Linked DNA regions of Mus musculus: regions 2 and 3 are each linked to region 1. A link is a contact called in public promoter capture Hi-C data. All regions are on one chromosome and are shown on one strand. Each heading gives the region's core, a stretch centred on a gene start, on an enhancer-like site or on the middle of the called end of the contact. The rest is flanking DNA. Distances are from core to core; before and after follow the strand shown. Region 1 overlaps Cdh13 (cadherin 13). Region 2 holds the start of Hsd17b2 (hydroxysteroid (17-beta) dehydrogenase 2). Region 3 holds the start of Sdr42e1 (short chain dehydrogenase/reductase family 42E, member 1).

Region 1 (3,106 bases), core at 100-2,599:
ATGTTCCTGCCCATTGAGCCGTACCCCCAGTGCTTGCGCTCTCTCTCTCTCTCTCTCTCTCTCTCTCTCTCTCTCTCTCTCTCTCTCTCTCTCTCTCTCTCCCTCTCTCTCTCTCCCCACACCACACACACACTACAGACACACACACACTACAGACATACAGTGTGTTTTTGTTGATGATAAAGATAATCATGTTTCCCCCAGCCCTTCCTTTTATCATGAGAATTCAGAACAGGCTCTCCATCACTTAGCTAAGAAACACAGTTGGCTTTCTAGATCTCCTAGCTAAAGGTCCTAAGAAGCAGCTACAAGTTTTCATGAAGGAAGGAATATTTAGTGTTGACTTGAGAGCCTGTCTTCCCTGAAGTGTTAGCTGGAAAGGTGGGCAGTAGAGTGGAAGGGACTTGGGTCTGCAGAACAGCCAGACACCAAGCTTAGAGCCACCAGTCCCTGGGTATGCAGTGGTAACAGCCCCCAAAAGAGCACCTCTCTCCTTCTTGAAGTTTTGTGCTTCAAGCTTTGTGCTCAAAAACTTCCATGGAACAAAACATCTACCAGGGAGGTGTGACTTTCAGTTGCTTTTAAGGAAGCAAGTTTCCACCACTAGCCTTCATAGCCTCCAGCTTTGTAAACTGTCTTCAGGCATCCCTGGCCTTGGGCAGGGTAGGGAGTGGGGGTGGGGCAGAAAGTGGACACAGGCAGGTCACTAGATCTAGAAGATGGGAAGCCAAGCCCTGGAAGTGTGGAGAGAGGAACCATCTAACTCCGGAGCTGCTTTGTGCCTCTGTCCTCTTTGTCCTCCTCCTCCCCCCTCCCTTCCCACTTCCTCTTCCACCCCCCCCCCCCCCGTTCTCCTCCTCCTCCCCTCAGGAGTGGGAGTCAATGATAGAAGACCTTCCACTATCTAGCCAAACTCCGTGGACTCTAGTTGTCTCATATCCCGAAGAGTAACTGAATCAGAAATACGGTGATGATGTCATTAGGTCACGTGCCCTACCTGGAGTTAAACTAGGCTGCTTAAGCATTTAACAAAAGTGTGTCTTTGTGTATAATAAAAGGAGAGGATCTTGGTGGCCACCTTTAGATAGGCAAAACAATCTCCGTAGTGGTGCTTTACTGCCACCTGGTGGCCATATACCTGCATTGACGGGGTTTAGAAAGCCGGGAAAGGAATCTGTTCTACGACCCCCTCAAAACATCTAACAGTGTTTATGCCACAATATGCTTGATAATGGCGCCGGTGAGTTAATGTGTGCTGTGAACCACGGGAAAGCCTAATAATGCACAAGGCAAGGCCACTGGAGATGGTTGATCTGGGGAAGTGCTGAAGGGGTCATGCGTGCCAAGTCTTCTGTGCTTAGCTTGGAAAGAGTGGCTAGCTCCCTGTGAGCCTGGGCACAGTGGCCGCTGTTACTGTTGATAAGCCCCTCGTGGTTATTGCTACTTTTTTAGAATAACTAGGATTTTTGGAGGCAAGAAGGCAGGAATGAGTGGAAAAGATATCTTCCTCCGTAAGCTGCCCTGGGATACCAGCTCTGTGTTTCTGAGGAAGCTGGCTTTGGATGCTGGTTCTGTGTTCCTGAGGAACCTGGCCTTGGATGCTGGCTTCATGTTCCTGAGGAAGCTGGCCTGGACTACTGGCTCCATCTTTCTGAGGCAGGGGAGGCTCCAGGGAGCCTCTGAGGGAAGGACACAGGACAGAATCACTTAAGGTTATTGGTGGCCTTGGCAAGAACATGCGAAGACAGGATTCCTCGTGTGGAGAATGATGCATGGCAGGTGGGGTAGAGAAAAGACACAAAACACTCCTGGTTATGAACCTCCACAGCCCCGCAGCCCTGTGCTAGAGGGGACTGGGGTCTGTTTGTCAGACTTGACCACAGGAACAGAGACTGGCCAGTGGCATCCCTGTGAGCAGGTATCACTACTTACATGCCTCAAATAAAAACGATCATCTATAATGTGGTTTGCTCTTACAATACTCTAGAATGTTCTATAATAAGCCTTTCCAACTAAAATGTTTGTCCAATCCTTGGGGACAAAAATCCTAAATGCTTCCATGAGGCAAGAGCTGGTCCATAAAAGCACAGAGAGACCGATCAGCGAAATGCTTGCAGCACAAGCGTGATGACCCGAGTTGTCTCCAGCACTCACACAAGAGCTAGGAGTGGTGCTGTGTGCCTGTGAGCCCCACTCTGGGAAGGTGGGAACGTGGGGCTTCCTAGGGCATAACCTAGTTGGTGGGTTCCAGGCTCAGTGACAGATCTTGTCATTCACAAAGAAGTTAAAGAAGGGTGGAAGTGGCTAAGGAAGCCATTGCCAACTCCTGGCTCCCATATATCTGTCCACCACAAATACAAACACACACTTATGCACTCAACGTAAATGGTGGCGTAAAGGGAACAGTACAAATCCAGTGACATTTACCAAGAAGTCCAGTGCCACAGAAGCCACGCCCACTGGGCAAGAACATGTGGCTGGCAGGGCCCGGAACACATTTTGCCGCCGTCTGAGGCTGTTGCTCAGCTCTGACTGGAAGTGGGGGTGCTGTTGACTTCCAGGTAATATGCTTGGTCTGTCAATAGCTCACTGTATATCAAAGAGAAGTTCTCTCCTGTATTCGCCACACGCGTATCATCTAGTCCGTGTTTCTCATCTACTAGAGTTTCTTTCCAAGCCTTTATGAGTTCAGGGGCTCAGTATCTGGTTCTTACATCATCCTCCTTGTATGCAGGGTTCACCCAAGAACCCATCCCGCTGATATGTCTCCAGAGAGACAGTGAGCTTAAGTGTGACCTTCATCTCATTTACATGAGATAGATGACCCATGCATGCTATGTGTCTTTCTGAGTCTGTGTTCTTTTGCTTAATATGGTTAGAAATAGACACATGCCTCAGAACCTGGTGAGGTGACTCAGCCAATGGAGGGCAATCGAGGGAGACATCCGACCTTCACCTCCGGCCTCCATGCACAATAGCACACACATGCTTAGGCATTTGTGTGTGCTCTCACAGGAACACACACACACACACAGTAAGTCAATGTAATAGAGGTTAAGTACTACACTAAATGGGGGAAAACTCAAAGCATTTGCTCTGATATCAG
Region 2 (3,346 bases), core at 248-2,747, 1.4 Mb before region 1:
TTGTCCTAGGCAGACACCAGTAAGCACCACACCCATCAAATCCCGTGGGAGCTCCCCTTGGGTGTCAGTATAGGAACTGGTGGTCCGAGTGTGTGTGTGTGTGTGTGTGTGTGTGTGTGTGTACGTGTGTGTGTGTGTGTGTGTGTGTTTGTGTGTACGTGTGCTCATGTGTAAGTGTGTGTTCGCGCTCATGGTATATAATACCCAGATACCTATATATAGAGACTGAACTATCTCTCCAGTTTTTACAGAAGGGCTCTTGAGCTGGTGAGTCACAGGTGTGTGGATTCAGATTCCTTGCTCTTGGATAAAGTACAGCCTCTCCCAGCCTGAATTTTCTAGTTTACAAGCTGACTCTAACAAAGGATTGTGTAAGATGCAAGCTGGGCAAAAGGAGGAACTAGCACAGGAGGGGTTGCTTTTCTGTGTTTGACCGAAAGCAGACAGTGGGTGGTTCAAAGGGCAATGCCGGGGATTGACACCCTGCTGCGTTCCGGCTCCTAATCTCTCTAGTCTCCTATTGATTGCCTCTCTCGTTATTGCCACACGAATAGAAATGTTGTAAGGACATCCTATTCGGAGACCGAGTCCTACTACCAAGAACAGAGCCTCCAACAGGGTAGACTGAGTCAGAATTGAGCAGAGCACTGGTTCTGACAGCTTCTCTCAGTCTGATTGTCATTGCTATGGTCTCTCTCTGGCACAACTGCCCTCTGGGAAGACACAGGCACCTTCCATCTGCCTCTAAGGTGAGCCTTTTTTTGGCTCATTGAGCCCTTAACCTGTCTCAGTTGGCAGTAGTCCTCCAGATACAGGCCAGATCGGGGATGCTCTCTTCTTAGAATCCACTTTCCAAGCTTCACTGATTACCTGGATAACACACACACACACACACACACACACACACACACACTCACAGCCACACATACAGATACACTCGGAGTTAGCAAAAGAACTCAACCAACACAGAGAGGGCACATCCAAAGGAGATTGTCTTCTTGTGATTCCAAGTCTGTCAATCATTATCTGAGTAAACATCTGTCAGGTGGGAGGGTGCGTGTGCGCGTGCGTGTATGTGTGTATGTGTAAGTGTGTGTATGTCTGTATGTGTGTGTATGTCCGTGTGTGTATTATGTCTGTGTGTTACGATGTGTGTGTGTCTATTTGTGTGTATGTGCCTATTTGTGTGTATGTGCATGTGTGTATGTCTATATGTCTGTGTAGGTGTGTGTATATTTGTGTGTGTGTGTATGTGTGTGTGTACGTGTGTGTGTGTGTGTGTGTGTTTGTGTGTGTACGTGTGCTCATGTGTAAGTGTTGAGTGCCTTAGGGGAATGAGCAGGTATTTATATCACAGTGCACAGTTTAAATTACATCCTGGGAGTAGTCTCCCCTATCACTACCTTTAACATGCTTGTTCAAAGGGTGCGGGGGCTGTCGTTCCCCCCTCCCGCTTGCCTCTCCCTTCATATAAGCCTGGGCTGCCTCCAGCCAGCTTCTGCACTCACAGTATTCACTGGCCCAGAGCAAGTGAAGGCCAGTGGAGAATGAGCCCGTTTGCCTCTGAGTCAGCATGGCTCTGCTTGGCTGCCGCTGCAGTGCTGGGGGGCACGCTTCTCTGCGGATGCCGGAGTGGCAGGCAGCTGCGGAGCCAGGCGGTGTGTCTCGCTGGCCTCTGGGGAGGTGCCTGCCTGCTCAGTCTGTCCCTCCTCTGCACCTTGTTCCTCTTATCCGTGGCCTGCTTCCTTCTTCTGTATATGAGTTCATCTGACCAAGACTTGTTACCTGTGGATCAAAAGGCCGTGCTGGTGACAGGTAAGTGGCCAGCATTCCTGTGATTGTCCTGCGGAGAAGAGTCTGATACTCTCTGTCCTCAGTGGGGGGACACTGTCAGTTTTGGCTTGAGTGGGAAGTGCTTAGAGTGAATGACAGGCAGCACATACCCGAGTGGTTCTCACTGCCTTTTTGCGTGTCCTTTGGTTTGGATGGGCTTTGGAAGGAGCCAGTGGTAAGACAAAACGTGACAATTGCTCAGGGCCACAGATCTATACAATGAGTGTGTTAATTTCCTAGGAATAAATATAAATAAGTAAAACAGCATCATTTCACGTGTGTTCTTGTACCAGGAAATACCTGACAGACTTCTTCAGGCTTGGTTGCTATTCTGTTCTGAGGTGACTATTTATCTAGGTCCTAGGCCTGGTCACCCCTCTATGTATGGAAGGAAGGTGGCCAGTCAGCTTTGGCACAATACTGTGTGTCTAGGGACGCCACTGTACTTTGAGCCTTTGCAATTTGCCAGGCTGCTGTCCCGAACCACGAACCACCCTGTTGTCCTGTTTGAACCTTTTCTCTATATGTCATTAGTGTATTAGTGCTTCTTAATTAGATCAAACTGGCAGTGCGTGCACACGGAGCTAGCTGCTCATTAGCTGAGCTGCCAGCCTCTCACTTCTTCTGCAGGCTCTTCTGCAGTAAGCGCGAGGCGGCCAAATTAGATTCCTTGGAGTTGTAAAACGGGTTTGTTTGGTGAAAGCTGCAACTAGAATTCCCTCAAGTGATCCTAACCCAGAAAGGCCTGGAAAGAAGAGGAAAGGCCATCGGCAGAGTCACCTTGTGAGGAGGGTGTCACCCCTGCATAAGGAAGTCATCACCTGTGGCTGGGGCCCCTGGCTGTGGTCAGCAGGGGACTCGTGGACTGATGAATCAATTTTTTTTTTTTTTTTTTTACTTTAAATCCAGTAACAAAGATTCTTCTTGTGAGCACGGTTTGGTTCTGGCTGGGGTGTGGAAGGGCAGGACATCAGCTTCTCTGAGTTTAAGATACAACAGTGAAGTCGAGTAGTTATTGTATTTCCCAGTTGTACGAAAGAAGACAGAACCATTAAGTACACGTCTGTCTCTGTCTGTCTCTGTTTGTCTCTGTCTGTCTGTGTCTGTCTTTATCTTTCTCTCTCTGAGGATCAGAGGTCAATCCTGGGTGTGTGCCTCAGCCACTCCCCATTTTATCCTTTTGGTGGTATTTCTCCCCCACTCTGGAGCTCCTTGAGTGGCTAGCCTGGCTTACAAGCAAGCCCCAGCGATCCTCTTGGTTTTGGCTCTTCAGTGAGGAGCTGCCAGCATTTCCCACAGTGCCCAGCTTTTTCCGTGGGTGCCAGGGATCTGAACGTGGGCTCTCATGCTTACACAAGTCCCTCCCTCCCTGAAGCTATCCCCAGCCTCAGAAACTCTGGAAATAAATGAGGTATGGCATCCTGCCCATCACAGAATCGACAGGAAATGTAGACAATCCAGAGATCAATTCAAGGTTTAACACTTTTTCAGTTGACCTCTGAGAAGGAGCGAT
Region 3 (3,360 bases), core at 602-3,101, 1.4 Mb before region 1:
CATGCATGTGTTCACCAGAGCCAGAACAGGGCATTGGATCCCCTGCATCTGGGGTTACAGGGGCTGTGAAACACTGAAATAGGGTTTGGGAGCTGAACCCAGATCCTCTGGAAGCTGAGCCATCTCTTTTCAGGCACAGACATTTGTTGTTATTGTTTGTTTGTTGTTTGTTTTGAGGCAGGGTCTCTCACTGCCTGGATTTATTGATTTGGCTCAGTTAGTTAGGCAGTAATAAGTCTCAGAGATCCATCTGACTCCACCTTCCCAGGGCTAGGATTTCACATACATGCCACTACGGCCAGCATCCATCTCACACTTGCACGACAAACACTTTATGGCAAGTGCGAAGCCATCTTCTCATCCCATGAACATTTTAATAGTCACCATAACCAATCTGTGTTTCAAATCACCATGGAAACTCTATGTGAATGTAGACTCCTGGTCTAGAACAGTCTTCAGGGACAAAGAGCACCTGGTAAACTGGAGCCTAGTGCTCTGGATAGATGAGCATTCCACAGCCTTCTAACTGCCCTCGTCCTCTCTGCTACACTCATGCCTCCTTCTGTCTGGAAGTCAGTATGCCTGACACTCCATCCTACCACCGTGGCATTTCCTGCCATTTCCTAAGTGCCTGGCGCTGCGCTACAATGTGTTTATAAATTATGTCACTTGAGTGCTCATCACTGCCCTAAAAGAGACAATGCTAACCAGTGGGTCCCGTTTTGCATGTGAATAAACTCGGGCCCAGAGACAGAATGATCAACAGCTCCAAGTCCCATAGGGAGTGAGTGGATTACAGGGTTCTATGTATCCACTAGGCCAAGGGACACCTGACTTCATCACTCATGTCCCAACCCCAGCAGTCCCAGAGGGCTGGCCAGAGTCTCTGACCTGAAGCAATAGGTATGGAGCATACACTGATCTGGACTGTGTATCGTTTCACAACCGGCACATTCTGTAATGGCTCAGAAAGGCAAAGGAAGAGCTACCTCATCTATTCCCATGAGGCATTGGGGCATGTGACACAGCATTAAAACTCTTATATAGGGAATCATGAAATTGGGTCCTGGATTTAGATCTACCATCAGCTACTTGTGTGACCCTGGACAGCTTTTTTTTTTCTTCCAGTTTTTTATTAGGTATTTTCTTCATTTACATTTCAAATGCTATCCTGACACCCACTCCTACTTCTTGGCCCTGGTGTTCCCCTGTACTGGGGCATATAAAGTTTGCAAGACCAAATGGCCTCTCTTCCCAATGATGGCCCAACACTATGAACTAACCAGTACCCCAGAGCTCGTGTCTCTAGCTGCATATGTAGCTGAAGATGGCCTGGACAACTTTTTAACCTTGCCTCCTCCTCCCTTAAAATGCAAATCACAGCAACCGTGGTACGCTCGTTTATTACAGGAGTTTTAAAGTTATACCACTGATACTTAAACACAGTTCTGAGGCGGCGGCAATTAGACTCATCCAATTTGGTGATACTTACAACCGTTGTCACCCTCAAGAACCATCCGTCACCTTCAGCAACTATTAGTTATCCTCAGCTGTCATTTGTGACCCTTAACTACCAGCTATCATCATCACCCACTACTTGTCGTTCTCAAATGCCACCTGTTACCCTCAATGGACACTTCAGGCTCCTTTCACCCTCAGCCGGCTCGTCATAAGCCCGGCAAAGTGCGTTTAGGACCGCCCTGCCATCCCAGAATAGGGACCCCGTGGGTGACGACAGCCCTTGCGACCCCAGACCACTCACAGAGGCAGACGACAGCGTGGCTTGTAGAAGCAAGACGAAAGAGCCTCTGGTGCCTTGCTGCCCCCGCTCTAGAGCAAAAGCTGTCAAACTGGCTCCTAAAACCGCTTCCGGGTCTCTCTAGGAAGCCCGGAGGTTCCCTCATCTCTATGATGAGCAAGTGGTTTCTCAGTTTTAAACTGTGCTGAGGCAGTTCCGAGTTTCAGAATCTTTTGAGAGGGTCATCTAGACTCCTCTTCCTACCTTCAGCTTCTGCTTCCAGGCTTCCATCTCTCTGTGTACCTCTATTAATGAGTGCAGAACTGATCGAAGAAGGGGTTTAGCTCAGCCGGTTTCCTTGGATGGGTGGGTGGGCGGATGAATGGACAGACGGGTGGGCAGGTGAGTAGATGGATAGGTGGATGGGTGGGTGGATGGGTATGTGGGCAGATAGAAAAATATATGGGTGGATGGGTATGTGGGTGGGTAGAAAGATGGGTAGGTGGGTGGATGTGTAGGTAAATAGGTATGCGGGTTAAGTATATGGGATGATGGAGAGGTGGTATATGGATAAATAGATGGTGGATAGATGGCTGAGAACATGGATAGATGGGTGTGTGGGTGGATGGATTGATGGACTTCTGGCTGGAGAAAGGATAGACGACAGATGAAGGTCTGTAAGTAAGGGAACAGTCGCTCTCCACGTTTCTTTAAAAATATTTTATTTTAGCTGGGCAGTGGTGATGCACACTTTTAATCCCAGCACTTGGGTGGCAGAGACAGGCAGATTTCTGAGTTCCAGGCCAGCCAGGGCTACACAGAGAAACCCTGTCTCAAAAAACAAAACAAACAAATATATATATATATATATATATATATATATATATATATATATATTATTTATATATATATAATTTTATGTATATGAGTGTTTTGCCTGCACATATGCAACCACATGCCACAGATCTCCTAGAACTGGAGTTACAGGCCAGTTGTGAGCCACCATGTTAAGTGCTGGGATGTAAACCTAGGTCCTCTGCAAGAGCAGGAAGTGCGTTTATCTGCTAAGCCATCTCTCCAGCCCCTCCACTTACTTTTTCAAAGCCTGTTTTTTTCCTGACCTTTGGTTTCTATATGTGGATATGTTTTGTTGTGTTCCTGATTTTGTTTTCCCTGCTCCCTGTTACTATGGCCACTGACTATGTAACAAGCGAAGCCCAACCTTCGTTCCCGAAGGACTTAGAAGCTATGAGGAGAGGAAGCTAGCTTTCTCCTTGTTAGGAACACCATATGCCCTCTCATTAGAGCTGTGGGCTTAAAGAAAGCTGCATAGTATGTGTATATAGCCCAAAGAGACATGTGCCTTATACGGGACCCTGGGTCAGAGAGTTTTGTTCTGGAAACTGGAAAAATGAAGGTTTTTGACTCCAAGTGCTTTCCTTGTTAACAGAACTGGTCCCATATTCAGACTCACTCAAATGGGCTCACATGAATGATGTCATCCACAGCTTGGTTTTCCTCATGTATATACATAAAGTCACAAAGGTAGACACAAGCCCCAGGACATAAAAACAAATGGAGGCCAGAAGAAGAAAGCGAAGATGCTGGTGGGACCCTGACTT

What was found. Promoter capture Hi-C pulls out the DNA fragments that hold promoters and counts their contacts.
Region 2: a promoter capture Hi-C map of hippocampal neurons shows a contact between it and region 1, with 18 times the contacts expected there. The contact joins the promoter of Hsd17b2 here to the enhancer-like site in region 1. A contact is called at or near these places in 7 of 39 promoter capture datasets (the 3T3-L1 cell line, cranial neural crest, embryonic stem cells and 2 more), 2 of 484 Hi-C or Micro-C datasets (cardiomyocytes and cerebral cortex), 2 of 115 datasets of contacts at active chromatin or transcription factors (astrocytes and embryonic stem cells) and 1 of 9 other capture datasets (embryonic stem cells).
Region 3: a promoter capture Hi-C map of hippocampal neurons shows a contact between it and region 1, with 18 times the contacts expected there. The contact joins the promoter of Sdr42e1 here to the enhancer-like site in region 1. A contact is called at or near these places in 3 of 39 promoter capture datasets (hippocampal neurons, pre-B cells and stem cell-derived epiblast-like cells), 2 of 115 datasets of contacts at active chromatin or transcription factors (astrocytes and embryonic stem cells) and 3 of 9 other capture datasets (adipose tissue, liver and pancreatic islet).

What each region holds. Positions count from the first base shown.
Region 1 is chr8:119,063,617-119,066,722 of GRCm38.p6, forward strand. All of the region lies in intron 6 of Cdh13 (cadherin 13), which reads left to right. Among named protein-coding and RNA genes, the nearest start is that of Gm31893, 7.7 kb to the left of the region's middle. Within about 2 kb of position 1,350, at least 4 of the 459 cell types and tissues checked have an H3K27ac peak or open chromatin away from gene starts, as enhancers often do. A contact at or near this core is called in hippocampal neurons, where this site is marked.
Region 2 is chr8:117,700,449-117,703,794 of GRCm38.p6, forward strand. Hsd17b2 (hydroxysteroid (17-beta) dehydrogenase 2) reads left to right here and starts at 1,498. Exons shown (of 5, transcript NM_008290.2): 1 at 1,498-1,815. The coding sequence starts at 1,548.
Region 3 is chr8:117,671,838-117,675,197 of GRCm38.p6, forward strand. Sdr42e1 (short chain dehydrogenase/reductase family 42E, member 1) reads right to left here and starts at 1,852. Exons shown (of 3, transcript NM_001357273.1): 1 at 1,763-1,852.